2 separate regions of the Gossypium arboreum genome follow, and region 1 is linked to region 2. The links are chromatin contacts, called in public Hi-C maps. All regions are on one chromosome and are shown on one strand. Each heading gives the region's core, a stretch centred on a gene start, on an enhancer-like site or on the middle of the called end of the contact. The rest is flanking DNA. Distances are from core to core; before and after follow the strand shown. Region 1 holds the start of LOC108472638 (protein NRT1/ PTR FAMILY 3.1-like). Region 2 holds the start of LOC108472914 (protein NRT1/ PTR FAMILY 4.6-like).

Evidence for each region. Hi-C and Micro-C count contacts between places; a contact is called where the count stands out from the background.
Region 1: a Hi-C map of leaf shows a contact between it and region 2, with 2.8 times the contacts expected there. The contact joins the promoter of LOC108472638 here to the promoter of LOC108472914 in region 2. A contact is called at or near these places in 2 of 5 Hi-C or Micro-C datasets (both in leaf).

What each region holds. Positions count from the first base shown.
Region 1 is chr3:57,283,066-57,289,637 of ASM2569848v2, reverse strand. LOC108472638 (protein NRT1/ PTR FAMILY 3.1-like) reads right to left here and starts at 1,872. Exons shown (of 4, transcript XM_053025713.1): 1 at 1,385-1,872; 2 at 1,069-1,286; 3 at 212-771; 4 at 1-98. The coding sequence starts at 1,526.
Region 2 is chr3:56,746,447-56,753,196 of ASM2569848v2, reverse strand. LOC108472914 (protein NRT1/ PTR FAMILY 4.6-like) reads left to right here and starts at 1,678. Exons shown (of 5, transcript XM_017774479.2): 1 at 1,678-1,850; 2 at 2,023-2,128; 3 at 2,254-2,471; 4 at 3,834-4,274; 5 at 4,373-5,664. The coding sequence starts at 1,848. The coding sequence ends at 5,320.

The DNA.
Region 1 (6,572 bases), core at 623-3,122, 540 kb before region 2:
CTTCAACTCTATGGACGGTGTTGAGTATCCAGAAATTGGGTTTTTCTGATGACTTGAGACTATCTTCTTCAGTGACAATGGCAGCATTATCCAGAAATCTACACAGGTGGATTAGTCAGTTAGAATAGAAGTACGAGTTTAGATTTTCAATAGAAACTGAATAAATTTAAATCATATGATATGAAATCAGGGCAGGCAAGTGGCAACTTACTTGAGTTGCTTTGTATGGTGAAGCAGACCGTCTGTGGAAATGGATGCATCGAGCTCCTCGTTGACATACAAAAACTTTGGATCAGAAATCAAGGGAATCTTTCTCTTCCTAAAAGCGGCAACAGAGACCTGTAAGACACGAGTATAGGGACTTCCGGCAGGATCCAGATTTCGGTAAAGAGGGTAACCAATGAGGAATACAATTATGGACAAAGCCATGGCTAAGGTAGGAATTCCAAGACCCCAGCTCCATCCTACATTGTCTTGAATATACACAAGCACCGTTGATGCCAGTAATATTGAGGCTCCCAATGCAAAGTAATACCAATTAAAGAAGACCCACGTTTTCTTAGGCTGCGTAGGATCCTCCTCAACGAATTGCTCTGCGCCAAACGCCGCCACGCATGGCCGGATCCCGCCTGATCCTAAGGCTGCGAATAGAAGAGACAGGTAGAGAACAGCCGTTTGACTCCCATTGGCTTCTTGGCAAACTTGGTCACCTGCACATGGCGGTGGCCGTAGCTGTGGCAGTGCTGCTGAGAGTGTTAGGACTATCATTCCCTGTTCACATCATCAGATCAGATGAGATCAGATTGTAGTTTTTTTAACAGACAAGAGACCGTCAATCTAATTAATTTTTCTTTTATGGAAAATCAGTCTAATTAATTTAGTCAATATTAGACCCTTGCTTTTTTTACTAAAAAGAGAGATTGAATCATTTCTTGGAAAGTTCCGACTATATAAGTAAACTGTAAAATTGATGCTTCTTGTCCTCCAACTACGCACACAGGTAGGTAAATCGAAAACCCTTAGTATTCAGAACGGAAAATCTCTATGGAAAAAGGCAACCATTCATACTGCTAGGTATATGGCCGTTGCGATGGTGATGGTCCAAAATTTTCCAGCATAGGAATCAGCAATGAAAGCCCCAAGCAATGGCGTCAAGCTCGAGGTACCATTGAAGTTGGTCACGGTGTTGGCTGCTTTTGTTAAGGGCATATGAAGCTGCTGTGTCAAGTAGTTAACCATGTTTTTACTGAATCCCACCATTGCCAATTTCTCGCATATCTCGTTTACTGGAACATACACGATGAAGCAATTAGCCATACGAGAAATAAATAAATAAATAAATAAATAAATAATCTAGGATTCCAACAGTTGTCAAAAAGCTTACCTAAGATGAAGGGCATCGTCTTAATTCCACCCTTTTCGTTATTATTGACAAATGCCTTGCTCTGCTTATCATCGGCATTTCCGGAAGTAGCAAAGCTGTCTTTGTTTTCCGGAGTTGCAGTCGCCATGCTGTGGTTTTCCATAAAAATCAGCTAGCAAGCTCAATGTTTTGAAGGCTGCCCTACTTCTCCAATGCGAAATTTGATACCATAAATGCGATTGGCCCTTGAGCGTGAACTTTAGTCAGAAGGGTGAAGAAAAGAAAACAGAAACTTAACTTGTAAAGGTCAAACAAAGCAGCAACAGAAACAAGAGACTCTTTCTTCGAGACTAACCTTGCCTTCCTTGGACTAAAGCTTATATAGTAGACACTTTTTGTCTTTGTTCTCTTGTGTTCACTTTGCATTATTTGGATGGGAGAATGACTCACTCACGAAACTGCACACTTGATATCATGTTTGAGAAATGAGCAAATGACGGTCGATTTAGGGTCTATTAATTATCGAAACGTATAATTTTGTTTTTATTTTATTTTATAAATCCATAAAAACAAGGAGAGTGGCAGGGACGGAAAAAATTCATTTCAAACTTTTAAATTTTTTAAAATTTTAAATTAATAAAAATAAAATTATATTTTGACCTAATTTAAAAGTGATAAAATTTAATTTAATTTTTAAAATTATAAAAATATAAACTATTTAAAGTGTCATAAAAATTAAAATTTAATTTTGATTTCTAAAAGTTTTTCTACCTACACATTGGATAATGAGAATTTTTGAATTTTAATATTACAGCCATTCAATTACAGTTCACAACAATTCCACGTTGGTTGCCTTATTGATAATTAGATAGCCTTGTTAAGTTCACAAGATTTTCTTTCCTTTCAAAAAGAAGAACAAGACTTTCTTCTCTTTTTCCTTTTTTGTTATACCCTTAATAATATCCTTATGTGTATAAATATTTATCTAATTAAACGATGAATCCAAAATAAAAAGTCATTTATTGAGTCAAGTTGTTTAATAAAAATTGATAGCCAAATAGGAAACTGGAGAATCTAGTTGTATTTATTCATATTTAAAAAAAATCAATTTATGTAAGAGGTTTTAACTGGTGAAATGCTAGCTCAACATATGGGGTAATATATAAATAAATAAATTTATAATTGCAGGGAGAGTCCAAAAATCTGAAAACCATAAATTTTCTCATCTAATTCTGTGTCCAATTTTGAAAATAAATTAAGGGCCGAAAGATGACATTGCTTTAGCAGGTTTCGGTTATGTCGGTGAAAATTGAGGTTTTAATCTTTTGAGAATTTTAGTTTTTAGTTGTAAGTTTTATAGTAAGTAAATTATATGAGGTGAGTTAATTATAACTGTAAATATGAAAATATATATAGAAAAATTTCAAACCATAATCAACGTATATATGCATAGACTACAATATATGTGGTAAGCAAAGCAAAAATTCAATAATAAGTAAATAGAAGAATGTTTTAGGCTTAATATAATATTTAATTCCTGAATTTGATTTTTTCTAATTTGGTACTTAAAATTTTGGTGTCTAATTTAGTATCTAAATATGACACTTTTTATTTTTGAGAGTCCAGTTTGGTACTTGAACTTGATTCTTTTTCCTAATTTAGTACCTTTTTTCCATTTGGTACTTGTAAACGTTTTACAAATTACTCCAATATATTAATAATATTATTTTTTATGAAGTAGCAAAATAATCAATACATGACCAACATGTAACAGATGATATGATATTTTTGTATTTTATATGTTCAATTACTTTTAGTTTTATTTACTTAATTAATTGTTTTACTAATTGAAAATAATGTATTTCTTTTAATTTGGGATTTTAAAATTATTTTTCTTATTTAATATTAATTCATTGAGCATAGCCCAATACCTTTTTTTAACATGAATTTCTTCTAATATTGACAATATTTTTGTAGCATAAAAAATTTAACACCGTTACTATTTTACGTAATTTGTATTACATTTAATAAATTTAAGTACCAAATTGAACCTAAAAAAAGCTTAAGTACTAAATTAAAAAAATGCTAAGTTTAGGTACCAAATTGGCCCAAAAAAAAGTTTAAGTACCAAATTAGGAAAAAGTGCCAAGTTCCAATACCAAATTGTGCCAAAAAAATTTTAAGTACCAAATTGAGCAAAAGTGTCAAGTTCAGTACCAAATGTTATATTAAGCCAATGTTTTAATTATTTACTTATAATGATAAGCAAAACAAAGTAAAATTCTATAATTATCAATTTACCATTTAAATTACTTTATAAAATTCATATTTATTATCATATTTCTTAAAATTTCTTGATTCATTTTATTGTAGTCAAATATATAAATGTTTCATAATAATGTTATACACGGCAATAAAATTTTGATGTTTATGTTCACTCTAATATTGTTAAAACAATTATGGAGAAATTGGAATAATGATTATTAACGAAAAATTGGACTCAAACTAATTAATGGTAATTAAGGAAAATTGGATTAATGATAATCGAGGGAAAAAAAAAAAAGAGAGAGAGAGAAGAAAAATCAGTATTCAACAATGCATAAGTGCCTATAAGTACCATTCTTGCACGATAAATGAACACATTCAACGGATGATTAAGTTAAATGTAGTATAAAGTGTTAAAAAAAAATTGGAAATTTGGCATCGAGGAGTGCCCACTTCCTACCCACCAAATTTGTAGGAGGTAAATTCTATATTTAGGTGTTGGCAATTTATTAAATCTTATATTTGGGTTATGTTGACTACTTGATGAATATATACCCCGTTAATGAATATTAAATGCTAGCGAATTCAAATAAAAAAAAATGCTAGCGAATTCAAATATTAGTAATTTATTTGGATCGAAATTTCTCAATGCAATCTCTTAGATTAAGAACTTTAGATTGGATCTTGATTCTGATGTTGAGCTGCTAATAGTCCATATTTATTGTGTATGATATTATTTCATTGAAAGTAACGTCATGAATTCATTTTCCTTATTTAATCAATATTGCTTATTGCAAAAGAAAATGGTATTGGCTTAGACACGAAAAAGGGGTCCTTACTCCATTTACACAAACAAACCAACTCAAAGTAATAACAATGAACGTCCATCACTCATGTGCAAACATATCATCTTTATAGAATGTGGATACTTACCATGAACAAAATTATAAACAAAGGCATTACACACACATATGGAAGTAAGAAGGAACTCACCAGAAAATGCAGCAAGTTTAAACAACAAGACATTTGCCCTTATCTCAAGAGCCTTCAGAAGTGTCTTAAACCATAATATAGATAGTTAAACTTATTAGATCACTATACCAAAAAACTAAACAAGCTTGTAGAAAACATTAGAAAAAAACTCAAAATCGGGAAGTTTTCTTCCTTACACTCTAAACTGACCCAAAAGCAGGCAACTTCAAGGTCACATAAATAACCATGAATATAGCCTAAAGTTCATCGATGTTTACTAAATGTTAAAACAATGAGGGAGTTGGCTGAGTACAACGAACCCAAATCTTCAAGCAAGCCTCAAGTCTTAGGTTTTCCAAGAGAAAAGGTGTAGAGAAAATTTGAGAAGAAAATATAAATGCAATAAAAAACGTAAAACTTGCTCAAGAAGCCAATACTAACTTTATACATATAAACATGGAAGGTAGGTTTAGTGGATAAGTCAGATTATCCCACTAAACCCCCTCGATTCCTGTGACTAAGCATTTTCTCTCTCATCATAAATGTGAGTCTTATCGACTACAGTAACTTAGTTCTCTTCTAACTAATTTTCATTTGTCTAACTAAATTGTTCAACAAAAATAATAATATAATAATGAAATAATAAATAGTTCTTTCAAACTAAGGACTTAACATAATCCTCTAACAACTGGGGTGGCGAGTACTCTATAAAAGAGATCACCAAACCAGCAAGCTCGCCAAACTCAAACTTTACCCAAAGGCGTATTCATGGAATTTATGTACTTAGCCAATCTAACACCTTACCCACTAAGAATTTACTCTAAATACCATACATCAACAACAATAACTGGATACTAGGAATTTGTCAGGCTGGAAGTCACAACTATCCCCAACTTAGGAAATTTGTTTCTAAAATTCATACCTGGAAATAACTGAGGATACTAATCTTTCATTAGGCTTTCTCTTTCCCAAGTAACTTCTTTAGTACTATGATTCCTCCATAACACTTAAACCAAGGGAATTTTTTTATTACCCAGCTACTTTACTTTCCTGGAAAGAATACAAATAGGTTCTTCTTCACATGACAGGTTTAGTTCAACCTCTAATTCCTCAATTTGTACAACATGATCAAGATTGGATTTATACCTTCTCAATATTGATACATGAAACACATTGTGGATCTTCGATAACTCAAGAGGTAAGGCCAACCTGTACACCACTAGTTCAACTCTCTCTAAAACTTCATAAGTGTAACACCTCTTACCCGAGTGCGACATTGGAATAGGATACAAGGTGTTACCGAACTTAAACACATACATATAAACATTTTTGGGTCATAAAATCTTGCTCAATTTTTAAAACTTTCAAACTTCCTCTTAACAACCCTAATATAGACCTACGAGGTCTAAAACACGATTTGGAAATCGTTCGAGGATAAACTAAACACTTTAGAAAATTTTGTAGACTTTCAAAGCAAATAGGGGCACACGCCTGTGTGAAAGGGCGACACGCCCTTGTGTCCTCTTTGAAGGCCCGTGTGATTTACACAACCTGAACATATCGGGACACGCCCGTGTCCCTAGCCTATGCGAACTTATTTTTCGATTCGAACCTACAGAGGTTTTCACACGGCTTGGCACACACCCGTGTCTATGACCCGTGTCCCCCACACGGCCATGACACGCCTGTGTCTCATCTCGTGTACAAAAACCTTGACATTCTATTTCTGACATTAGCAACCCTTTAAGAGCACACGACCATGGTACACACCTGTGTACTAGGCTGTGTCCTCCACAAGGTTGAGACACACGGTCGTGTCTTCGCCCGTGTGGTTGCTACTGGGCATTCTATTTTGCCAACTTTAGGTGTAGAGGACACACGGCCTTACCACACGCTTATGGGGCAAGTCGTGTGTCATACACGGTCTGGACATAAGCCCGTGTGTCTGCCTGTGTGGACAAAAACAAGGCTA
Region 2 (6,750 bases), core at 429-2,928:
TTTAGATTTCTCTCTTCTTCCTCGTTTTTCTTCTTCTCTCTCAATCTTCTTTTACTCTAAGTTTTTTCGCGCAACAAGGTGTCGTCGCCACTCGCTACCATCCTATGATGCCCCTGTAGCTCCTGTATTGCTTCCCTCAATCAGTCCTCAGCCTCAGGTAGTCGTCACTCTTCTCCGCGCTGTCTACCAACAACCACGCCGTGGAAATCAAGTTTTTAGAGAGAGTCGACATTTTAAATTCGATAATAATTGATAAGTTAGTTCTTTCTAATTAACTTTATTGTTGTAATAAAAACATTTTTTATTTCTCTCCCTGTTTGTCTTAATTTTCCTGTAAAATTTCAAAAAGAAAATGCTGCATGGTGATTTTTTTTACAAATGGCATTAATATCTAGAATTAAATGGGTAAGGTACTCAAACTGACTGAAAAAAAAATTGAAGTACCAAAAAATGGGTATAATATAGAGGGTAATATTTGAAATAAGCCTAACAAGAAAATGGATATGTAGTAGTATTTTTTACTCATGAGACCGCACATCCAATTTCTATCATCTTTTCATATCTTCAAGCATTATTGCACATAAGCTTGTCGGTAGGAGATTGGGAGCCATTAATATAATAATCCTCCATTGTATGGCTATTAGATTCTATCATGTCAAGCAATTAGCAATCGTCCAGCCGAAGTGATCTTATCACTACCCTTTGCTTCTTTTAACCACTGTTTTCAATTTGTTAACTGGGGATTCCATTCATTTGTGTAAACATTGGATTTTGGGTTTGGGGAAACAGTATTCATGATAATCACACGGCCACAAAAGACATTTTCATAAAGCTGCCGTATGTGTATATATATATATATATCCATGTCATCGTCATCCACTTGCTAAATTCCTGAGTGTACACGGACTAAAGAATATATTCTTTATCTTATAATTATATATAAATCAGAAAATTTTATTATAACAGTACTGGAAGGAGAAAGATATGGAAGATAATCAAAATGTCAAGTGAAAAATGAAACAAGATTAAAGATAAGTTTTATATTGTTGTTCTGATTCTGTAGTGGTGGAATCCGATTCTATAGTGGCTGCTTCTCGGTACACCAATACTCGATATCAACCTTGGCGCCCCTGGGAGATTCTTAAACCACTTAACCACTTGTGGTTGAACATGAAGACAGTGGTTTTTGTCAACGTTTGGCGCCACACCTCCTAAGGGGGCATTTATCGATCAGCTGCTCACTGTGTGTTGCTTCTTGCTGGTTTTGTTCTACTCCTCAAGGCGTGTACTGCTTTGTTGTTTCTATTTGCTAACTGAATTCATATTTTGTTGGAAGAAAAGACAAAAACAAATACTATCATTAGGCATCCGCGACGAAGGTTTTGGCTTTCGATGGTCAAAGAAAGAGAAAGGTACTTTTTTGTTTTTTTGGGTTCCTTTAATAATGGGTGGGGAGAATTTGATATATTTCTCTCCTAATCTTCCTCCTCTGAAGCATTTTTACTATAAGTTAGCAATCTTTAATACTATAAGTTAGCAATCTTTAATAAAAGAAACTTTGTTATTACAAAAATAAACTGTTCGTTAATATGATAATTTTCAAATAAAATAATAAAATGAAAGAATTCTTAGTATAAAACAAAAGGTTCCAAGGATGATGAGTCAAAAAGTAACTTATGTGAAGTGTGAAGACCATTCTCTCCTCCAAGTTGAAATGAAACCATCAAATGCTCTTCCCTTCCCCTCTCTTTAAATACCCCCACCACTCTCACCATGCTTTTCTACTCACACTCGAGATCAAATACCAACATAATTACCCAAGTTGAGAATAGGAGAGAGAAAAAACAATGGTGGGTTCCCCCCCCCCCCCGCCCTTTTAATTTTTTTATTTTGCTGCTCTTTTTATGTTGTCATCTCACTCATTATTCGTCCTCTCGTTGCTTCATTCAAAGTACAAACAACAGACAACAAACCTATGTTGCTTTCCTAGATACTATTACTAACTCGCCTTTTATTGTACAGGAAGGAGGATACCAGGATAATAGATGGGAAGGGTATGTGGATTGGAGGGGCAGACCTGCTTTAAGGGGCCAACATGGTTGCATGGTGGCTGCCTCCTTTGTCTTGGGTTAGTTACCTGATCTATTCCTTTTTGTTGCTTTTGACACAAATCAAGGGTGAGCTTCCGCTGTAGGCTTATTTTATAGGTTGGTTCCATCGCTTAGTTTAATGATAAATTTTGGCTGTACGTAGTTGTGGAAGTGCTGGAGAACCTGGCCTACTTGGCAAATAGTAGCAACCTGGTGCTGTATCTGTCAAAGCACATGCACTTATCTCCATCAAAATCGGCAAACTATGTCACCAATTTCATGGGGACAGCCTTCCTTCTGGCTCTGCTTGGGGGCTTCTTATCCGACACTTTCTTCACTACTTTTCACATCTACCTCATAAGCGCACTCATCCAATTCCTGGTACTCCATTTTCACACACTTATCTTTAGAACTCTCTATGTATTGTTTCATTATTGCACTTCATCCGCATTGTGGTTGTCATAAATAAAAGACACGGGCAAAAATCTGATAGTGTTCCCTCCCTGCGAGTTCGGTATAAACAAAAAAACCCAGTCCGCCTAGATACAACAACTAACGTGGCCTTAGTAAAAAATGTCAGTATATTTGTCCACTTTCTTTCGGATCCCAAAAGTAAACTAATTCTGAGATAATAAAACAGGGTCTGTTTCAATTCAACCTTCCATCACATATTGGAACTTCCAACAACAATCGGTTATGTTAACTATGCTTTCAAATGCCTCGTATTCCATTAAAGAAATTCCTTTTTTTCTTATCCATAAATTGGGAAGTGGGGCGAGTGGGTCCTGGAGTAGGCCAATGTTGGGGTATTAGTCATGGGACTTATCCTTACAAAGCCGACGCCTTGGGATTTTAGTTTAACGATAAGAGAGCTTTAGCTCTACACGTACCGCATGAGTGTCAAACAGTCGCTGGAGCTCCTACCCTATGTCGTACGTCTAATACACGGTAATTTTCAACTCTCATCCACCAATCACTGTACAGTATGTGGCTGGAGAAAGAGACGAATCCGAAGAAAATACTGGGAAAACCAAATCCATTTAATAATGGGTGCGTAGCTTTCTTCGAATGAAAAAGGGAAATGAAGCAAAGGTTGCTCATTTCATTTTAGGCAGGCTCATGAACCACGTGGGCGGCCATTGATAGAGCCCAAGCGAAACTTGAAAGTCTATTTAACTGAGAATCATGCTCACCCTGCACAATTCAATATAACAAAGCCATGTCGTCAACAACCCGGTTTCTTTACAGCAACATATCATTGAAATCTTCGCAGTGCAATCCTTGTGTGGCTAACGCCACATAACGGAAAAACCAAATTGAACGGCCCAACAAGTTGGACCTTAATGCTATCGGCTTTTCGGTTTAGTATGTGGAAATCAATCATATAGGGAACTGACGAATCAGTTTGATCCAGGCGTACTCATCTCCTCTTCCCTATCTATTGTACTCATCTCCTCTTCCCTATCTATTATACAACCTTGGATGCTGTGTATGTATGGATTTCGGACTTGAAAGTCTTTCTTATGTTTGAAAACTGCATGAAACCGAGTTTACCTAGCTGTATAAGGAATTGAATGCAAGCTTCATTTCTTCCCATGAATGCCTTAAAAGAGATACAAAGGAAAGAGAAAGGAATGCTTATTATGAATCAAAGTTATTCAAATTAATTGCTGGGGGACTTCTAAAGTCTACACACTTGCTAATTGAGCAGGCATGCCTAACCAATTGTGGTCCTTGAAACAGGGGTCGGTCATTCTTGCAATGCAAGCTCGGACTGCTTCCCTAAAGCCACGAGAATGTAGTCCATCAACCCCCTCCATTCCATGCCATGAAGTTGGAGGTGGGAAAGCAGTAATGCTGTTCACTGGCCTCTATCTTGTGGCGCTTGGTGTTGGAGGGATAAAGGGTTCCTTACCAACACATGGCGCTGAGCAGTTTGATGCCAACACCCCACAGGGAAGGAAGCAAAGATCCACCTTCTTCAACTACTTTGTATTCTGTCTCTCATTCGGTGCACTCATAGCCGTCACATTTGTTGTGTGGGTTGAAGATAATATGGGATGGAAGTGGGGTTTTTCCATCTCTACAATTGCAGTATTGTTGTCAATCGCAATCTTCCTTGCTGGTTCGGCTGTTTACAGGAACAAAATACCCTTTGGCAGCCCTCTTACAACCATTGGCAAGGTAAAAGCTACTTCAATTATCAGACCCCACCTTGATGCCATTCCTGTAATGAAGAAATAAGTTTTGTTTTTTGCTTTACTTTTGCTTTACTTGAACAGGTTTTGATTGCTGCTATGCTGAACAGTTGCATGAGCAAAAATCCAAAAAATGCCATTGCGAACCTGACAACGAGCCCTTCTTATCGAACTGAAACCAGCAAGGAAGGAGACCACCAAATCCCAACTGAAAGCCTCAAAGTCCTAAACAGAGCAGCGGTGAACAAGCCAGCTTACCCAGCACTTGAATGCTCAGTGCAGCAAGTAGAGGAAGTCAAGATCGTGCTTAAAATCTTTCCCATATTTGCTTGCACCATTGTTCTCAATTGCTGCCTAGCTCAGCTCTCAACTTTTTCAGTTGAGCAGGCAGCAACCATGAACACTAAGCTTGGTTCATTGAAAATTCCTCCAGCTTCCCTACCAGTCTTTCCCGTGGTCTTCATCATGATCCTAGCCCCGCTTTACGATCACTTCATTATCCCATTTGCTCGGAGAGTAACTAAAACTGAGATGGGCATCACTCATTTGCAACGAATTGGGATTGGTTTATTTCTTTCCATGGTAGCCATGGCAGTGGCAGCTCTTGTCGAAATTAAACGAAAAAGAGTAGCAACTTACTCTGGCCTACTTGACTCAACCAATCCATTACCCATTACATTTTTGTGGATTGCTTTACAGTACTTGTTCCTGGGATCAGCTGATCTTTTCACCTTGGCGGGGTTACTAGAATTTTTCTTCACCGAGGCGCCCTCAAGCATGAGATCCTTGGCTACATCTCTTTCTTGGACTTCCTTGGCAATGGGGTATTATTTAAGCTCGGTAATTGTATCAATAGTGAACAATGTGAGTGAGAACTCAGGGCACAAGCCGTGGCTGTCAGGGCATACAATAAATGGATATCATCTGGAGAGATTCTACTGGCTTATGTGTGTGCTTAGCGCCTTGAATTTCATGCATTACCTTCTCTGGGCCATGCGCTATAAATACAGATCAGCAGGCAGTAGCAAGTAAAACAAGCATGGCCAACTTCTGATTTCTTACTACGAAGGAGCAAGTCCTTGGTCAAGTAAATGGATCGATCAAGTTAAAATGCCAGCTTGGGCCATGCAGAGATAGAACTCAGGCTAATGCAAACTTCAGCCCCATACTATCCATTTTGAAAGGACATAAAAAGCTATGAGGAGACCCTCTTTTTTTTTTTAATCTTTATCTCTTTAATTATTTTCTACTCTTTTTATCTCTTTGACTGATATGTAAATATTCTCTCTTTATTTCTTTAGTTTTTCCTTTCCAGTTACTTGTATAAATACCATGATATTTTATCAATAAAGTCAAAATTTTCAGTCTTCACAAAACTTCACTATGGTATACAGAGGCATGGACATAAGACAACACTATCTTTTCCCTTTACCACCACCTAATCCCAATCCTTTGACTCCCTACCCCAATCACATTGTAAGTATTTTATTGAAGAAAAACTCAATGGATGAAGGAAACCGAACACCATTTATTCAACAATCATTCAAAATTTATACAAAATAAAATCAACAACCCACTAACTTTCTCCTAAACTTAAGCAACACACAAATAACTAATTCCTAAAAACAGGAACAAACTTTGGCACAATCAACTTAACAAAAAAACACAGGTGGACATGTTTCACTCCTGAAGCATTTTCTTAACTCTCCTCCTTGTTTTAGAGCTGCAAATACCAAGTCTTGACCTCAGAAACTCGAACTTGCAAGCAGGCAATGGTTTGGTTAAAATGTTTGCAACTTGATTTTCTGTTTGCAGTAGACAATAATCACATCTCCATGTTTTTGTACTTCTCTTAGGAAGAATAGCTTGATATTAAAATGTTTAGCCTTTCCATGAAACAGAGGATTATGAAAGATAGCAATAGCAGCTTGGTTGTCAACAAGAATCTCTGTGCTTTCCTTCTGCTCCAGATCAAAATCAAGTAAAATTTCCTCAGCCATAAAGCTTGATTAATAGTAGTTGTTACAGCAATAAACTCTACTTCGGCACTGGATTGGGCTATAGTTTCTTGCTTCTTCGAGCTCCCTGAGAAAACACCAAAGCCAAGAGTAAAACAGTAGCATGAAGTGCTCTTCATATCATCAATGGAACCTCCCCAATCACTGTCAGAAAAACCAACCAGCTTGAACTTCTTGCTCCTTATGAACTTAACACCAAAATCACTTGTGCCTTTGACATATCGAATCACTCTTTTGGCAGCCTTGAGATGTAATTCACTTACACAATGCATGAATCGAGACAAAATACTTACAACATTCAAAATATCAGGCCTTGTTGCTGTGAGATACATCAAGTAACCAATCAAACTCCTGAAATATTCTTCATCAATTTTGTTAGTATCGTCTTCTTTGCACAACTTCTCTTTCTGATTCATTGGAGTGCTTGTTGCCTTGCACTCCTCC